Linked DNA regions of Mus musculus: region 1 is linked to region 2. Evidence: chromatin contacts called from public HiChIP or PLAC-seq data. All regions are on one chromosome and are shown on one strand. Each heading gives the region's core, a stretch centred on a gene start, on an enhancer-like site or on the middle of the called end of the contact. The rest is flanking DNA. Distances are from core to core; before and after follow the strand shown. Region 1 holds the start of Platr9 (pluripotency associated transcript 9). Region 2 overlaps Zfp292 (zinc finger protein 292).

What was found. HiChIP or PLAC-seq counts read pairs in DNA pulled down with a chosen protein or histone mark.
Region 1: an H3K27ac HiChIP or PLAC-seq map of embryonic stem cells shows a contact between it and region 2, with 20 read pairs. The contact joins the promoter of Platr9 here to the enhancer-like site in region 2. A contact is called at or near these places in 1 of 15 datasets of contacts at CTCF or cohesin (CD8 T cells), 7 of 484 Hi-C or Micro-C datasets (embryonic stem cells, gonadal supporting cells, reprogramming fibroblasts and 1 more) and 7 of 115 datasets of contacts at active chromatin or transcription factors (all in embryonic stem cells).

Annotation. Positions count from the first base shown.
Region 1 is chr4:34,908,672-34,914,006 of GRCm38.p6, forward strand. Platr9 (pluripotency associated transcript 9) reads right to left here and starts at 2,810. Exons shown (of 3, transcript NR_040652.1): 1 at 2,780-2,810; 2 at 2,180-2,279; 3 at 1,118-1,937.
Region 2 is chr4:34,844,366-34,850,045 of GRCm38.p6, forward strand. All of the region lies in intron 1 of Zfp292 (zinc finger protein 292), which reads right to left. Among named protein-coding and RNA genes, the nearest start is that of Zfp292, 36 kb to the right of the region's middle. Within about 2 kb of position 3,781, at least 54 of the 459 cell types and tissues checked have an H3K27ac peak or open chromatin away from gene starts, as enhancers often do. A contact at or near this core is called in CD8 T cells and embryonic stem cells, where this site is marked.

The DNA.
Region 1 (5,335 bases), core at 1,560-4,059, 63 kb after region 2:
GGTGATGCACGACTTTAATCCCAGCACTTGGGAGGCAGAGGCAGGCAGATTTCTGAGTTCGAGGCCAGCCTGGTCTACAAAGTGAGTTCCAGGACAGTCAGGGCTACACAGAGAAACCCTGTCTCGAAAAACAAAAACAAAACAAAACAAAACAAAACAAAAAGCCATAACCACCACAGGTAACGTTTTCAAAAATTAATACCAAGCTGCTCATGGTGTAATATGCGTCTAGTTTCAGCACATGTGACACTTGGTGGGTGGGGGCACAGGAGTTCAAGGCTAGCTTGGACCACATGAGATCCTGCCTCAAAAGCAAGACAAGTGGACAGTGGTGGTGCACACCTTTAATTCCAGCACTTGGGAGGCAGAGGCAGGCAGAGTTCGAGGCTAGCCTGGTCTACAGAGTAAGGTCCAGGACAGCCAGGGCTACACAGAGAAGCACTGTCTCAAGAAAACAAAAACAGGAACAAAAACAAAAACAAAACAAAAAAGCAAGACAAAAAAGTGGAAAATACAGCCGGGCGTGGTGGCGCACGCCTTTAATCCTAGTACTTGGGAGGCAGAAGCAGGCGGATTTCTGAGGCCAGCGTGGTCTACAGAGTGAGTTCCAGGACAGTCAGGGCTACACAGAGAAACCCTGTCTCGAAAAACCTAAAAAAACAAACAAAACAAACAAACAAAAAAAAAAAGTGGAAAATACATAAATATAAATCTTACCCGTCACAAACATATTGCTTTATCACTGACTAACCAATCAGTTCCTTAGTAGATTGGTATACATTCCAGGTGCCACAGTAAAAGGTAAAACAGCTGAGTATACTTTTTAAGACACATCGAGGGGCCAAGCATGGTGGCACACACCTTTAATCCCAGCACTTGGGAGGTAGAGGCAGGTGAATTTCTGAGTTCAAGGCCAGCCTGGTCTACAGAGTGAGTTCTAGGACAGCAAGGACTGCAGAGAGAAACCCTGTCTCGAAAAAAAACCAAAAACAATAAAAATAAAAATAAATTTAAAAAATGTTTAAGACACATCAAAGTACACATGAAGATTGGTCATTGTTTGGTTTTGGTATTGTAAGGGTATGAAAATCACTGAAGGAAGACCCCAGACTCAGATAGTATGCAAAAATAAAGAACATTTATTCTTCAGAAAAATCCAGCATGCTGGGAGCAACCATTCTCTAGACCCCAGACAGAGGCACACAGGCCTTCTTATAGGGAAGAACATTTTATGGGGCAGCTCTCTAGAAGGATTAGGTAATCTAAAATCTCATTGGTGGGTACTGGGGGTGAGGGTCACAGGTGATCGGTGGTCTGCATTCCTATATCATGTGATAAAATAGGACTGCCCTTAGAAGATGGCCTATTATGAGATAAGCTATTTCCCCATTCTTGAGGTTGTCCCCAGGCTGTTCTTTGGGAGGGGGTTTTATGATCTTTTTCTGGATTTTATGGTCTGTCCCTGGAGCTGCTGTCTTAAGGCCTAGTTTCTGGGACTTAGGGTAGCTGACTTCAGACGCACCAGAAGAGGACGTCTGATCTCATGACAGGTGGTTATGAGCCACCATGTGGTTTCTGGGATTTGAACTCAGGACCTTTGGAAGAGCAGTCAGTGCCTTAACCACTGAGCCATTCATTTCTCCAGCCCCAGATCATCCTATGTTTAGGGGGAATTGAAAGGATGCTCAGGTTGTAATGGGGCATCATCCCCATGATCATCCTGATCGGCCAAGTTGACGCTGTGACCATTAGGAGGAAACATCGTACGTAGCCAGACTGGTCTCCACTGCTAGGTACAGTGGTAGATGACACTAACAGACTTTGCTCCGGATCAATTCACACACAAAGTTTTGTGGAAAGCTTTTGGGGCCCCTTGGCAGGAATCTGACATCGGGCCAGGACGAGGAAGTAAGCTCAGGCAGGAATCTGATTTTAGGCTAGAACAGGGAAGAAAGTTCAGGGAGGAATCTTACTTTAGGCTAGTACAAAGAAGTAGGCTTTAGGCATGAATATGACTTTGGGCTAAGACAGTGAAGTAGGCTAAGATAACTTGGCCACCCTGAAGAGAAACTGTCCTTAGAAACAGTGACCTTGGGAGTGATCACAGGACCTTGTTTATTGCCTTGCTTGTTCCTTGGCTATTTCATTAATTAAGAAAATGCTCTATATATAGGCTTACCTACAGCCAAGTTTTATGGAGGTATTTTTCTTAATTGGGGTTCCTCCCTCTCAGATGACTCTAGCCTGGGTCAAGTTGACATAAGAATCAGACAGCACACCTGACAACACCAAACACAACTCCAATTTAACTTCAAGCAATCCCCTGCCTCAATTCTACCCCAATATCAAGCACGACTATAACCCTAACCCCAGTGCTATCCACAATCCCTACCCCAACCCCGAGTTTAATACCAACCCCAATCTCACATCCAAGCCAACACAATCCCAACTCTAACACCATCTCCGACTCTACTCTAACCCCAACTCCAACAGCACATCCCTAAACCCCATCCCACCCCTGGCCATCTCCACACCCAAGCACAATTCTAAACATAACCTCAAGCCCATCCCAAGACTTGCCCCCACCCTATGCCCAACCCAGTCTCCAATACCAACTTCAAACCTAACCCAAATGCCTACCCATACCCTAACCGTAACACCAACCTCAAACCCACCCACCCCTACACTTAACACAACCACAACCCAGGCACCAAAGCCAACTCTATCCCCAAACCCAATTAGCTACAATCGTAACCCCAGCCTCAGCCCGGAATCCAACCTTAACTTTGTATGTGGAATTACAGCCAGCTAAACTTCACCAAAGATCCACTTTCCCTTTTATCTGCCCAATCTACAGCTCTCCTTTATTTTACAAATTAAGGTGGGAAGCAGGTTTACAGGAAATCACCTGAGTGCTGACTCATTCCTTGTTCACAACCACGCACTGGAGAATGGAATTAACATCAAATATAATCAGCCCCAGGGCTATTCACAACAAAGTGCCACTTAAGCAGTGAATTTATGAGAGAGGACAGACTAGCAGAGATCAGTGACAGACAACTCTGTCTGTTCCTCTCCTGCTGACAACTGCCAGCTCAAGCCCCCTAAGGAGGACATTTTCCTTGCCCAGTTCCACAGCTGGTGATGTTTAGTGAACTCCAGAAGTAAAAGCAGGAGCTGTTAGCCTCCACCTGTCACTAGCTCCAGAAGCCTGGGCAGGTGACTTCTACAGCTTTCTTCTTTCCGTTGCAGTATATGTGAAGAGCTGCAGATGTTTGGTAGTTCTTTAAAAAAAAAAAAAGTTACAGGCTATATGGATAATATTACAATGAAAATTATACTTTGGTTAAGAAATTTCAGGCAAATTCACCTACATTTATCACAGGTTCTCCTGCTGCCTGTCTCTTTGTTTTTGGTTTGGTTTGGTTTCTTTCTCACATACAACACACAGTTTTCTGTTCAGTCGGGTTTTCCTGGGGACCTATGTCACGCCACATTCTCATCCACACAGAAAGAGTAACAAATGAAACAGGACGTTCGGGTAGAATTAGAAGCTGGCTGGTCTTTGGTGTGTTTTGCTTATTAGGGCTCTACTTTTGCATCTTAAAGATTTCAAGATCTACCACAAAATTCAGCATATGATAGAGAAGAATTCCAGTCATTCCCTGCCTTTGCACATGCTCAGTCCCACCCCGCACTCCCAGGGCTGTGCACAACCCCTGCCAGGGTCTCTCATTGATTACAATGACTGAGAATGACACAGCAGAGAAAAGACCACATTTTGGACAAATGGTGCCAGGAAAACTGGAGTCCCAAGTATAGAAAAATGAAATTGGACATGCTTCTATCACCTGACACAAAAGTAACTCTAGATGGATCAAAGACCTAAATGTGAAACCCGAGACACTGAAAGTGTTAGAAAATACAGGCAGAACCCTACAGAGTGTAGGTCTGTGAATAGACTTTCTGAAGAGGACTCCATTTGCCCAGGGATCCAGGGCAACGACTGACAGATGAAACTCATAACACTTCTGCAAAGCCAAAGAGATAAATATTTTATTCCCCACCCCCAAAAGCAATCTACAGATTCAATGCAATTACCATCAAAACTACAACACCATTCTTCACAGATGTGGAGTGGAAAATGCTCAACTTCATACAGAAAAGCAATAAACTCAGAATAGATAAAACAACCCTGAGCAAAAAAAGAACTGTTGGATGTTCCACCATTACCAATTTCAAGTTGTACTAGTTAGCTATAGTAATGAAAACCACATGGTATTGGCATAAAAACAGACATGTTGATCAATGGAATCAAATTGAAGACCCAGACCTGAATCTATACACCTATAGACACTTGATTTTTGATAAAGGAGTCAGAAATGCACACTGGAAAAAAGACAGCATCATCAACAAATGATGCTCGTCAAACTAGATGTCTGCATGTAGAAGAATGCAAATAGATCCATACTTATCACCCTGCACAAAACTCAAGTTCAAGTTGATTAATAATCTCAACATAAATCCAGATACACAAAACCTGATAGAAGACAGAGCGGGAGCTAACCTCGAACACGTTGGCATAGGCAACAACTTTCTGAACAGAAAACTGTTAGCAAAGGCACTAAGATCAACAGTTAATAAGTGGGACCTTATGGAACTGCAAAGCTTCTATAAGGCAAAGGACACTATCAATCAGACATAGCAGCAGCCTACAGAATGGGAAAAGATTTTCACCAATTCCACATCTGATAGAAGACTAATATTTAAAATAAAGAAAGTATTCAAGAAACTAGATATTGAAATACCAAGTCATACAGTTTTTAAAACGGGGTACATATCTAAACAGAGAATTATCATTGGAAGGTTCTCAAAGGGCTGAGGAAGACTTAAATGTTCAACAAGGGCTAGAGAGATGGCTCAGTAGTCAAGAGCACTGGCTGCTCTTCCAGGGGATTTGGGTTTAGTTCCTGCCATGCACTGACAGATTGCAGCTCTCTGCAACTCCAGTTCTTGGGAACCCGACATACAAACATACATTTAGGCAAAACACTAAGGCACGTGAAATAAAAACAAATAACTTAAAAATGTTCAGCATCCTTAGCCATCAGGAAAAAGTAAATCAAAACTACTTTGAGATTCCATCTTCTGTTTGTCAGAATGGCCAAGATCAGTGACACAGTGACAGCTCATGCTGGCAAGGATGTGGAACAAGGGGAAGGCTCCTCCACTGCTGGTGAAAACATGTATAGTCACTTTGGAAATTAATAGGACAGTTCCTCAGAAGGTTGGGAATTGATCTGCTGCAAGATCCAGCTATACTCCTCTTGGGCAT
Region 2 (5,680 bases), core at 2,531-5,030:
GTGAGTACTCAGCACATGAGCTGGAGCAACAAGGCAAAAGAACAAAATCAATGCTATGCAAATAGGAAAGAAGTCAAACTACCCCTACTTCCAGATGATAGAACAGACACCCACTAAATGTAAGGGATCATAAAACTTTTACCAGAAAACTTCTAGAAATGTCAAACACTTTTAGAAAATCTGTAGGAATCAGAATCAACTTAGAAAAACCAGTAGCCTTTTTATACACCAACAGCAAGCAAACAAGAGGACCCTGGGCACATTCCACTCAGAACAGTCAATCTATACAATGGCACAAAGTACAAGCTATGTGACAGGTTGCTTACCACTTGAGGATGTACACTAAACAGATCAGACTTGTCTTTCTCACAGAACAGGAACTTTTCTGGATGCCATCAAGGTTGAATAATTGACTTCTATTTGAAGCCAAAAAAGTCTTAATACATAATAATTCACACATTACATTCTTTCACAAACCGTATGGTGTCTTTATCTCACCTGGAAAGTATTCAGGAAGTTTTTACAAATAATGAAATTTCATTTTCAAAACCTGTGACCTGGAGACAAGTCCTGTGAAGAGCTCACTAGGCAGGATTAATGACTATGAGTAACTTTATTTTAGCATTAAGTCGTGCATTTTCTTGGAAGTTTATGCTGTTACCTATACATTACTTATTTTTAAAGCAAATACACAAATAAAGATCATTATTACTTAAAGCTGGAGAGGGGGGGAACAATACTACTTTGTATTTGAAATCATTTTTTGAAAACGTATGCACATAGTTAAATTAAAATTTTGTACATATTAAAGTATGAGGGTTTGTATATGCTTGGCCCAGGGAATGGCACTATTTGGAGGTGTGGCCTTGTTGAAGTAGGTGTGTCACTGTGGGCGTGGACTTTGAGACCCTCATCCTAGTTGCCTGGAAGTCAGTCTTCTCCTAGCAGCCTTCAGAACACGGGGTGGAACTCTCAGCTCCTCCAGCCCCATGTCTGCCTGGATGCTGCCATGTTCCTGCCCTAATTATTAAATGTCATTCTTATAAGAGTTGCCTCTTATAATGATTATAATAATGAATGAGCATCGATATATTTGGGGTTTTGGGGATAAAATCTAAAACAAGATTAACTACCACTTCTATTCCCTGACGTAAGACAGAATTAGGACTCCCACAGCCCTACCTCTTCATGTGCCCCAGTCCCTTCCTTCTCTACAAGTGGTAGGTGGGTTTGTTACCACTCACCAAGACACTGCAATGCCACTGAGAACCAAGTTCAGGAATTAGCTATGAATGGGTGACTCCAGTTCAGCCTGGATTCCTGCTGCCCTCCCTCTCCTAGGCCCACTGCCCCTGTGCTGAAAGATGAGTTCATCAAGTCTACCCCAGCAAATAGGAAGCCTCCACGGGTCTCTACTCAGACAGCAGAATGAGTTCAGGTCTTTCAATCACGGAATGAGGCTCTGTCCCCATTTTTATATACTTTTGAACATTTTACCTAGCTAACATAGGCATGGTACGTAAGAATTATTTGAAAAGTCAGGCTTACGTGTTATTTCACTTCACTTTCTTACTGACTTTATAAATTAGTAACATAGCACTTTTAGAGACAAGGGAACACACATTTCAATAAAAGGTGAGTTTGTAGATTAAAATTTAATATAAGCAAATGTAGGTTCTTTATCAGTTTCCTATAATGAAAATGTATTTTTATACTTTATTAACATCCTATTTTTAATGCTTAATATTGGCATATGTGTGCAGTGATTAAAATTAACCCTATGTAATCTGAGAAGCTGTTTTGTCTGATTTCATTTAATTAAGTTCTAAAGAAATACAAATACAAATGAAACTGGTATTGGAAAGCATGATAACAAACATTCTATTTATACTGGAAATAAAATAAAAATAGAGTAATAGTCTTTCTTCTCCAGTCAAAAATACTATCCTCCCTAAATAAACTGCTTGGAAGACACTTGAGCAAGCAAGAGTTCACAAGGCATGGAATGAAGAATTCAAGAGAATACTTAAGTTCACATGTGTAAAGTGAAAACATACTTTTTAGTTTATTAAAAAAGTAGTATGTAAAAATTATTTTGGTAAGTTTTACCATTTCTGCAGACCTCACACACAAGACCAACTTTAAACATTAAAGAATGATTATATGGTCGAAACTATTTGTTAACAGGGAGGGGTTTTCTTGAATTAAAAACATCAATCACAGAGACAGGCGGGTTTCTGAGTTCGAGGCCAGCCTGGTCTAAAAAGTGAGTTCCAGGGAAGCTGGGTCTACACAGAAAAACCCTGTCTCAAAAAACCAAAAAACCAACCCCCCCCCCAAAAAAAGAATAAAAACATCAACCACTCTCAGCTAAGAAAGTATTTCAAATTGACCTTACTGAAATTACTAGAAAAGAAAAATGGTGTTCCCCTTCATAACTGAACTAAAGAGTTAGAAAACATGGCAACAGGAAGAAAGTCCTCCAACATCATAAAGGTTTAGCTGCTAAATTCACCAGTCACTAAAGACTCTCCCAAAGTCTTTCTGGTCAAGATGAAGGAAGAGGGACCCTAAGCATCTTTATAATGTCGAAGACCTCCAACACGGGTGATGTCTGTCCCTCAATGTTGAATACACAGCTAATCACACATGTAAATCCAGGTATCTTCTGCTCAAAGACCAAAACAAATAAACAAAAGCAACAACAACAAAAACCAGACTGTATCTTGGTCAGCAGATCCACACCTCACTAAAACCCTTCATGGTATAAATTAGGCTGTATGGGGATAACAATAATCAGGTAAGTTCTGTAGATCCATCCAAAGTAGACATGTGCAGAAAAAGAAAGCTAAATGTTGAAGGTCGGGGATGTTGTGCATTTGTGTTTGTTTTATCCCCACAGACAGGATTCTGTTATATGAACCAGACTAGCTTCAAACTCATACAATCCTCCTGCCTTGGCTTACCTGGTGCTAGGGTTACAGCACCACATCCATTACTGTTTCTGAAGGGCAGTCACGTTTCTACAAAGCTACTCTCAGGGGGGTGCAGGTCTTTTAAATTGTGAGGACTGGCTCTCTCTATTCAGGACGTACACTGAGGTTAGGCTATTCTAGCCACAACATAGCTCAGCTAGAATTGTGTCATTCCAATTTAATTTTTTTTTCAGAATTCTTATTATTGATTTCCTAAATACCCTGGAGATAAAAGAGTAACTTTTCATTTTTCATAGATCTAAACTGGTTATATCCTCCAGTCTCTTAAGACTAGCTAGATCATTCAGATAAATAATGAAGTGGGAAGCTTAAGAAATTAAAAAACAAAAACCAAAAAGAACTACAAATGGTGATTCATTACTGCAATTACAAACTAGCATTAGTTCCTAGGTACACCAACATGAAACAAAACAACTACACAAGAAAACTGGTAACTTGGAGACACAAACCTTCTCTAAGGAGGGCTGTTGACTTGTAGGTCTCTTAAGACTTCCTGCCACAGGCATGCAGTTACTGGTGGGGCTGGGGAGCACTCCTGGTTTCATGTTCAGTTTCTAGCACACAGCCTCTAGAATCCTTGAAATCCACTTGAGTACCGAAGTCTTGAGGGGCATCTTACTAACTTCACAACGGAGAATGACCACGTAACAATCAGCCCCACTGTGCCGAAGCTGCTGGGGAAGGGAAAGGAGTTTGGAATTGTGGTTGCTTGAATATGCTCTGCCCAAGGAGTGGCACTCTTAGCAGCTGTGGCCTGGTTAGAGCAGGCGTGGCCTTTGTGGAGGAAGTTTGTCACTGCTGGGGTGGGCTTTGAGACCTTTCTCCCAGCTGCCTGAGGAGTCAGGCTTCCTTGCTGGCCTTCAGAACAAGATACAGATAGAACCCTCAGCTTCTCTAGTGCATGTCTGCCTGGATGCTGCCATGCTCCTGCCGTGATGATGGACTGAACCTCAGAACCTGTAAGCCAGCCCCTATAAATACTGCTCTTTATAAAAGTTGTCTTATCATGATGTCTGTTCACAGCAGTAAAACCCTAAGGCAGAGGTTGGTACCAGGGAATGTGGTATTGATTGCTACTATAGGCCTGAGCATGTTTTTCTTTGGAGGAATGTGGATTTGGAAAGCAGTAGAATGCTTTAAGTGGGGCTTAATGAACCATCCTAGGAGGAAGACATGATGCTGAGGGTGATTTGAACCATGCATAACACAATACTCAACAAAACCTAAGCACGCAAAGGGGTGGCATATTCCAGCCCCACGGAAACAAGGAAGCCCTCAAGCCTCATTGTCTTTAACATGGTCTAGAATGGTCAATACTTTCCTGAATTCCATAAGTCATTCTAATAAATTATTCCACCAAATCAACTAAGCAACAAATCAATTAAACCGTATGGGATCATAGAGCCTGAAGCAGCAAGCAAAGGCCCTGCATGGGTCTAGACCTGGTCCTGTGTGTGATGTTATGTCTTTTGGCTTGACCTTTTTTGTGAGAGCAGTGTGTCTCTAATTCTTTTGCCTGATCCTGGGACTCTTTTTCCTCCTGTGGGGTTGCCTCATCCTGCCTTGATGAGGGCTTTTGCCTTGCCTTTCTGTATCTTGTTAGGTCCTATTTGACTATTGTCTCTTGAAGGCCTGATCTAGGGGAGAGGGGACGTGGGGGTGGGGATGGGGGTGGGGAGGGGAGGGGTCGAGGGAGGGGAAAGGGGAAACTGTGGTCAGGATGTATTGTTTGGGGAAAAAAAAACAATCTATTTCCTTTTTGCATAAAAATTTTTTTCATTGACCTCTTACCATACAAAATTTATTCAAATTTATTCAAATTACTTCCATTTGAAATGGTAAGATCACAGCAATAACAAGTCACCCTGTAACAAATCTATTTACAAAATCCATCATAAAAGCTGTTTCTGGGCCTATTTTTACATTCCCACACCGTGCCAGCTGCCACCAAGCTTCTCTGCATGGCATCTTCTTTCAGATCCCTTCTCTTGTCATACTACACACACTCGGATGCTGCCATGTTTGTCTTAAAGCTAGTAAGACATAAGAGCTTTCAGTAGCACAACTCAATGGGGAACCTGCATTCTCGGGACTTACAAAAATACTATAGTACTCATGTACTTTGTGGGTCAGAAACTGTGAGCAAAAAAGTGCCTTAATACATAGTAAGGGTGTCTTATTTGTGTGTGTCAATTAAGTCCGTTGACTGCAAAAGCCTTGTTATGCATAAAATAAAAAACCCTTGAAGACTCATAATATTCCTTTCATTTTTAAAAACAATAAATACAGTATTATAATACATGATTTGTAATTACAGATGCTGGGAAGAATGGAGGGAGGGGAAACTATGGTAGGAATGTACTGTACGAGAGAAGAATCTTTAAAAGAAAGTCAAAAGTCAGAGAAAACACAAAATCAAAAGCCAAACAAACAAACAAACAAACAAACAAACAAACTAAACCATACCTGAAGAGGAGACTGTAGGAGTCCTTAACTTTGGAACATGGAATTAAACCACAGGTAACTTTGAAGACATACCCTTAGCCTGTGGAGCCTACCTGCAGGTAGGCAGTATCAGAATGAAACCAACTTATAGGACATGGATTTGCTGCTGGACAACAACAGAACAGAGGCTAGTTGAAAAGACTTGATGCTTTTGGCAACAGCAGTAGATGTCAAGAAGA